Linked DNA regions of Mus musculus: region 1 is linked to region 2. The links are chromatin contacts, called in public ChIA-PET maps. All regions are on one chromosome and are shown on one strand. Each heading gives the region's core, a stretch centred on a gene start, on an enhancer-like site or on the middle of the called end of the contact. The rest is flanking DNA. Distances are from core to core; before and after follow the strand shown.

Evidence for each region. ChIA-PET counts read pairs in DNA pulled down with a chosen protein or histone mark.
Region 1: an RNA polymerase II ChIA-PET map of memory CD8 T cells shows a contact between it and region 2, with 71 read pairs. The contact joins the promoter of Mdm1 here to the enhancer-like site in region 2. A contact is called at or near these places in 2 of 39 promoter capture datasets (HPC-7-derived erythroid cells and neutrophils), 1 of 15 datasets of contacts at CTCF or cohesin (the NIH/3T3 cell line), 6 of 484 Hi-C or Micro-C datasets (B cells, the BV-2 cell line, the N1E-115 cell line and 3 more), 6 of 115 datasets of contacts at active chromatin or transcription factors (bone marrow-derived macrophages, effector CD8 T cells, embryonic stem cells and 1 more) and 4 of 9 other capture datasets (adipose tissue, embryonic stem cells, liver and 1 more).

Annotation. Positions count from the first base shown.
Region 1 is chr10:118,139,842-118,143,441 of GRCm38.p6, forward strand. Mdm1 (transformed mouse 3T3 cell double minute 1) reads left to right here and starts at 1,946. Exons shown (of 14, transcript NM_148922.3): 1 at 1,946-2,121; 2 at 3,009-3,123. The coding sequence starts at 2,104.
Region 2 is chr10:118,048,344-118,052,102 of GRCm38.p6, forward strand. The region is part of intron 1 of Gm32663 (a long non-coding RNA gene); the gene reads left to right. Among named protein-coding and RNA genes, the nearest start is that of Gm32663, 37 kb to the left of the region's middle. Within about 2 kb of position 2,063, at least 96 of the 459 cell types and tissues checked have an H3K27ac peak or open chromatin away from gene starts, as enhancers often do. A contact at or near this core is called in Th1 cells, adipose tissue, bone marrow-derived macrophages and 3 more, where this site is marked.

The DNA of each region.
Region 1 (3,600 bases), core at 696-3,195, 91 kb after region 2:
TAGTGGAGACTTAGTAGCCAGCTACCATGGTTGTAGCCGGCAGTAATAACACATCTATAGATATATGGCTGTTGGAGAGAGTCTCTGTGATGCTGCTGGGCATACTGTGCATGGCTGTACATGCCAGTGAGGCAGTTCACATTGAATCTTGAAAAATGTGTGTGGGATTTTGGAATCCACTCCATCCTTGTGGTTTTTTTTTTGGCAAGAGTTGTTGGTAACACAGAGACTACATAATTTATTCAGTGTTCAAACCTTTTTTTTTTATTCCATATCTTTGATTCATTTCCCCAGGGTGGGGGGTGGGGGGAGTTGATTTTTGCTTAACCGTGACAAAGTAAACATTTCTCCCTTGAGTCCCTGCAATACATCTCTAGCAAAGCTGGGTGTCACCAAGTCATCTTTACCAACGGCCACATGCGTTTCTTGTCATTGATTCCCTGCCCAGCAGAGCTTTATCCCAATCGCCTTTGTTCCTTTTTAAGCAGACAGGCTATGTTCTTCTACCTACTTCCCCTGAGACTGTGTGGTGACAAAGCTTTGTGTACAATCAGAACCGGCTCTGTCCTATCCTGTAAGGTCCTGGCTGGCTTCCTGCAGGGGGTTTCATTTCATGTTCCACTGTGTCTTGCCTGTGTCATTTTTAATTCACAGGACTGGGGTTCTGTCCTCACCGATTAACATTAACGAAAGGTCTCCTGGATGCATGGCAGCACAGGGTCTTATTTAATATTCTCTCTGTTTTAGATATCAGGTGGCTTCTTCAAATGAATTTTTAAATTATCTCCATGATAATGAAGAAGATCGGAGACATCAATTAGGAGCCAAGAAGAGGAGTCTGCAGGAAGCACTTGAAGGGACTGGGAAGGGTTGATGGGAACATCCCAACACAGGACAAAGGTAAATTCATTATTCCTAGAAGAACCCCGGCAACCTTCTCTCCAGACATATGTCTGCCTTGATCATCTTATCTTCCTCTTCTTGCAGTTGTAATTTTCAAGGCCAAGTCTGAAAATTACCCCTGAGCCTCTTCTAATCATCTCTACCCTCAGGGACCACTCTGCTTCAAACTTCCCATTCATGCCTCTCACTTGGAAAGCGAGCCCAGGACATAGTATATTATGATCGACTAAATAATGTATTTAGCATGTCTGGGTAATTTTTTTTCTGGACTTTCAGAATTAGCAGTGTTTCACGATGGGCAATAACCTATAAAAGTCAAATGGAATTTTATTTTTATTTATTCTTTCAAGACCGAGTTTTTCTGTGTAGCCCGATACTGGAACTCACTCTGTAGACCAGGCAGAGATCTCCCTGGCTCTGCCTGCCCAATGTTGGGACTGGTGGTGCATGCCTTTAATCCCAGCACTATGGAGACAGAGCCAGGTAGATATCTTTGAGTTCCAGGCCAGCCTGGTGTACAGAGGGAATTTTATTTTTAAAAAGGATGAGTTGGCTTTGCGGTCTTAATAAACTTTACTTGAATCATCCTAGGTCGTATGTATTTTTGGACCTATCCTTTTTGACCCAAGGCTCGTGTAACGCTTCTCTCCTTAGCAACTTCTTTTCAGCCGGGTACTCTAGGGGCAATTTCCTTTATGGACAAAGAGACTGTGGGTTCTGTCGTGCATTCTGGAATGCCAGGCACACTTTCACGTTCTGTGATGTCAGGGAGCTGGAACCAGTGAGGTAGGCTCTTGCCGAGCCCGGCCACACTACACAGACAGGCTGCGGTGCGCGCACTGCGGGGACTCTGCCTGCAGCCTCCTGAACAAAGCTCCCGCGGGCTCCGCCCACCGCAGCTCCGGTATCCTCATTGGCCAGCTCTTCGCCCGCCATTAGGGAGCGGGGCCGTGCCCTTACGAGTGCTGGTTGGTCTAATCGTAATGACGGTGAGGGCTGCCATTGGTCTTTAGGCCTCAAAATGGGCGGAGCAAGGCCGAGAGGCGGGGCGGGAGGGCGGCGCGGAGTGCGCCGGCGCGTCGTCGGGGACGCCGGGTCCAGGATCTTGCTAGGGAACCAGTGTTGTCGCGTCGTCCCGCCCCCTCGGGGCTTTTGCTCCCGTTAACTGTCGGCGGGGCAGGCTCCGCAGCGCAGGGCGACATGCCGGTGCGCTTCAAGGTGAGGCCGGGGGCTGGGCGGCGGGTGGCGGGGACGCCGCGGGGTGGGTGCGTGACGCGCCTGTGCCGTACCGAGCCTCCTGGCCGGAGCCTGTGCGGGGCGGAGGATGCTCCGGCCGGTGGCCCAGCGCGGAGGGGCGGGTGGGGAGAGTTCGATGGGGGCCTGACGGCGTCAGTCTGGGGTCGCCAGGAGCGGAGGCGGAAGGAGGGCCCTTGACAGTGGGACGAAAGGCTGCTGTCGGTGTAGGACACCTGTGGTTCCTCTTGCCGATAGCATTCAGCTCCTTTCCTGCAAAACTTTAAAGCGCGCGGGTCTTTTAAACGCTTGGGAAGCGGGCCCCAGTAAAAGGAGAGCGTGGGTAGGTGTGCAGCCTGCTAGTTGCACGTTTGCTTTAGGTTTTGCTCACAGTTCCAGATAGCTGTCTGTGTCTAACGCCTTTCCACGCAACAGGTGGCCACAGTGTTTCTGTAATCCCGGACTCTTTAATTCTAAAGTGCTTGCCAGACAGAGTGGGAGGGGAACACGTCTTTCTCTAATTGCCTTTTATTAAAAGCCATAACATTATGCACTCGATGAATTTAGGATAAACCTCTAGTGAGGACTTAGGTTTGTTACCACACTTTGGAATCAGAGAACCAGTTATAGCGCAGCCTCATTGAGGGACTCCGGCTTGTCTGGCTCGGGTGGTTGTGAGGATTAAGGGGCTACTTAGCCCAGGGCTGGGTAAATATTAGCTATTATTAAGGAGCTTGACTGGGGTTTAATTCTCATTCTTGGGCCTTTCAAGAACACTCTTCAGAGGTTGAGGTTTTTTTGTTTTTGTTTTTCTTTCTGATGCTAAAACACCTCTTCACTACACTGTGCTCAAATTGCACTTTTCATTATAGGGGCTGAGTGAATACCAGAGAAACTTCCTGTGGAAAAAGTCCTATTTGTCAGAGTCTTATAATCCCTCAGTGGGACAAAAGTACTCATGGGCAGGACTTAGATCGGATCAGTTGGGTAAGTTGAGCAAACCAATAGCTATCATAACTTGAATAAACCTTGGGTTCTGTTTACAAAACAATTAAAATCTACCTGTGTTGGCCTCATGTATAATTGGCAAATATTTATTGATGCTATACTGCGATCCCAGAGTCCCTTATGTACAAACAAACAAAAACAAACAAACAAACAAAAAACACAAAGAAACTCATCAAATCGAGTTGTATATAAAATAGCATGATATCAAAAAAAGTTGAATAGTAAAACTGAAGGGGAAACGCCTGAGATTGGTTGTTCTGAAAGAGGCTTTTCTGGAAATGTTTGAGCGGAGAGGAGCAAGCCTGAGGGTGAGGACTTTCAAAGACTTGAAGAATGGAAGGGTAGGTAACAGAGGCATGGCTGGAACTTGCTGGTTTTGGTCAGTGCCATGAGTTCAGAAATCATGTTCTTCCTCTTACATAGGCTTCGTCTCCTGACCTCAGAGAATTTGAGCCC
Region 2 (3,759 bases), core at 813-3,312:
TTCCATACTGCTGTTCATCACCAAAGGAAGTCAGGACTGGAACTCAAGCAGGTCAGAAAGCAGGAACTGATGCAGAGACCATGGAGGGATGTTACTTACTGGCTTGCTTCCTCTGGCTTGCTCAGCTTGCTTTCTTATAGAACCCAAGACTATCATCCTGGGGATGGCACCACCCACAATGGACGCTCCCCCCCCCCCCCTTGATCACCAACTGAGAAAATGCCTTACAGCTGGATCTCATGAAGGCATTTCCTCTTTTCTCTGTGATAATGCCAGCTTGTGTCAAGCTGACACACAAAACCAGCCAGTACAGCTATCTCCCACCTAAAAGAACACACAACAAACAGTGAGGCAGCAGTTGTTCATGTTCTTCAGGGGACCTGTCATTCTATCCATTTGGCAGTCTTGGCTAGAACATTAACACCGGGACACAACCAGGACAAGATGGCAGGGGGATGTGGTGGGCTGTGATGCTTCTAGAAAAATCTCAATCTCTCTCTCTCTCTCTCTCTCTCTCTCTCTCTCTCTCTCTCTCTCTCTCTCTCTCTCTCTCTCTCTCTCCAAAACAGACGTTCCAAGAAATGTCTTTCTGTCTCTAGATATTATACTGCCAGGATGCTAGTCAAAATTCCCTCACACCATGAGTAGCTCAGCAGCTGGCTGGCCAGTATCTCCTAGTGGATGAATCGATTGTTCCTAGGGTGCCGGGGAGACTTTCCCAACCCAATCAGGTCCGCTGCTATGCAGCTCTCTGAAAAGTAGGCAGCACATTTAGCAGAGCCAAGAGAGAAGTCTCAGATCCTTCATGACAACCGCGGGCTGCAGGATTAATCAAACCTGGAGTTTTTGGACCTCCGATTTTCTTGTTTTTAATAAACACACTTACGGTTGAAAGTGGGTGGAGTTGGTGTGTGATGAATCGGGACTTGATTTTGCTGACACAGGTATCTGTGAGTTCCCACGTAGGAGAGGGAGGGAGATCTATACTAGGACCGGATGGAACAATGGCAAATGGAAATATTCAGTTGGTGCTCAGGAAGAGAAGAGTGACCATAGAGGAGCCTGGAGTACCATCCGGGTTGGAAAAGAACTCTGTCCTGTCTCCGAGAGGAACAGGATGCTGGCAGGGCTGCTGGTGCCCTTGCCAAGGAGGCTGAAGTTCAGGGCAGTGTTCCAGGAGGAACAGGCGCCCGAACGTGGGTCAGGAAGCCAAGGCATGGGGAAGATTGCTCTGCCAGGTTTTGGGACTGCGCTGCCAGGGTCCAGCGCAAAAGTTATATATAGAGAGGCCAGTCGGAGAAAAAGGAAGCACACAGAGAGCCGATAGACTGTAGAGGACTGGACTAGGTGGTGAACAAGGGTAAGGCTCCCAGGATCCTACAAGGCAGGAGCAGAATTGGTTCAGATGAGACAGAATGCTGGTGGCTTTCCGAAACCGCCACAGATCGGGCTGAGAAATGCAGGAAACATTCTTTTTGCAAACAGTCTTGGCCCATTTTCTTGGTATTGTTATAGAACTGCTTAGTTTTCTTCCTAAACCCTTAAAAGAAGTATCGTGGGGCTGGAGAGATGGCTCAGCAGTTAAGAGCACTAACTACTCTTCCAAAGGTCCTGAGTTCAAATCCCAGCAACCACGTGGTGGCTCACAACCATCCGTAATGAGATCTGACGCCCTCTTCTGGTGCGTCTGAAGACAGCTACAGTGTACTTACATGTAATAATAAACAAATGTTAACAACAACAACAACAACAATAACAACAGAAGTATCATCCCTCCCACCACTGCCTCTGTATTGCGTTTGATATGTGATCCTCTGAAAAGGGCTCCCTCCTCCCTCATTCGAGAAAGGTTCCAAGGTTACTTGCTTATCTGCTGCCGGCAATTTGGGTCCTGTGTGGCACACCCCTTGCTTGCAGTGTGATTTCCATTAGTCATTTCCCCCCTTCTTTCTTTTCTTTGCTCATTCAGTTACCAAGTCATCTGCAGGCTGATTCTTTGGACTCTTATAATTGGATGGTCTGAGGAGGTAGCTTCAGAATAAGGAAATCTGTTGTGGTCACTGCATTCTTTGGAGACCTCAGAGCATCAATTTCTCTCTGATTCAGCCAGGAAGTCTGTCTTCCTTTGGACTGTGGTGGCTGATGTCATGAGAGATGATTTTTGTCTAGTCAGCGGGCTGAGCTCTGTGGCAGCATTAGTACCAGAACGTAGTGATGGTGTCGAATGAAAGAAGAAACCATGAAGGGTGTGGTTCCTCCTTGGCTGTGCCCCATTCCTCATTTCTAATAAGGTTCAGCTTCTTTCACCTCAATTCAGTGTGATGCTTCAGAAAGTGAGCAGAGGATACGGTTTCCTGCAATGCAGGAAGCTACATAGGGGCTGGAGAGATGGCTCAGCAGTTCAGTATTTGCCTGCTCTTGCAGAGGTCCAGCATCCACATCAGTGGGCTTACAACCTCCTGTACTTCAATTGCAGGGGATCTGACAACCTCTTCTGGCTTCTGTGGACACTTGCAGGCATCCACATAAACATACCAACACACACACACACACACACACACACACACACACACACACACACACACACACACACAGAGAGAGAGAGAGAGAGAGAGAGAGAGAGAGAGAGAGAACACCTTTTTTTAAAGTACCATTACAAAGTCATAAATTAAATATGAAGTCGGAAAACATTTGCAGTTTAGTGAACAAGGTCTCATCTTCTTTATGTATAGAACTTTCTCATAAGTTAATAGGAAAAAGGCCACAAGTCCAATGCGAAAAATGTGTAAAATAAAATAAAATCCACAGAAAAGAGGATGTCCTTGTTAAACACATTAAGAGATAGCTAGCTTTATACGGCTGTAGTTAGGAATCAAATTGCTCCAGATAGTCATTTTTACTGTTGCAGGGTAGCAGTTCTCAACCTTCCTGATGCTGTGACCCTTTAATACGGTTCCTCAGGTTGTAGTGACCCCAGCCATAAAATTATTTCTGTTGCTGTTTCATAATTGTAATTTTGCCACTTTTATGAATTGTGGTATAGATCTCATAGTGTAAATATTCTGGTGTCTAGGGTGAACCCTGTGAAAGGGTCATTTGACTCCCAAAGAGTTGGGACCCTGAAGTCGGGCACCACTGTTGCATGGTGAGAAGGAAGTCAAATGTGAACAGATATGAGGAGATTGGTGTTCTCAGACATTACCAGTGGGGTAATAAACTTGTATAACTTCACGAACAGTTATTTGGAATCAGCCTTTAAAATTGTGTATATCTTGAATACTTCACCTCATGAACGCCATTGTCAGAATTTATTCTATAGACTTATTTATCTAGAGTGATTGAAATGCTCACAGTGTTACAGTAAGAGCAGAAGATTTGAAACAATGCAAATATTTGTCAACAGGGAAGTAGTTAAGTAAATTATGGGCATCCTATACAATGAAATATGCTGTCGCCATAAAATGGCAATACTCTTTATGAATACACGTCAAAAGATTACCAAGATATTTTATTTAAAAAAAAACAGGGTAATTTTAAAAATTAGGTAACAAAATTAAAGAATGTATTTGTTTCTCTATGAAATATTCAAGCAAGATGGCCAAGAAATTGATACTCTTTAGGATGTTGGCGGAGAGGAAATTGGTGTCCGGAATTTAGGATAGGAGAGAGGAATCTAACCCCACTGAAAGAAGGCATTGCCAATTCAAATTAGTCAGCATTAAAAAAGAAAGATAGAAATGTTCTGACACATTTTGTCTG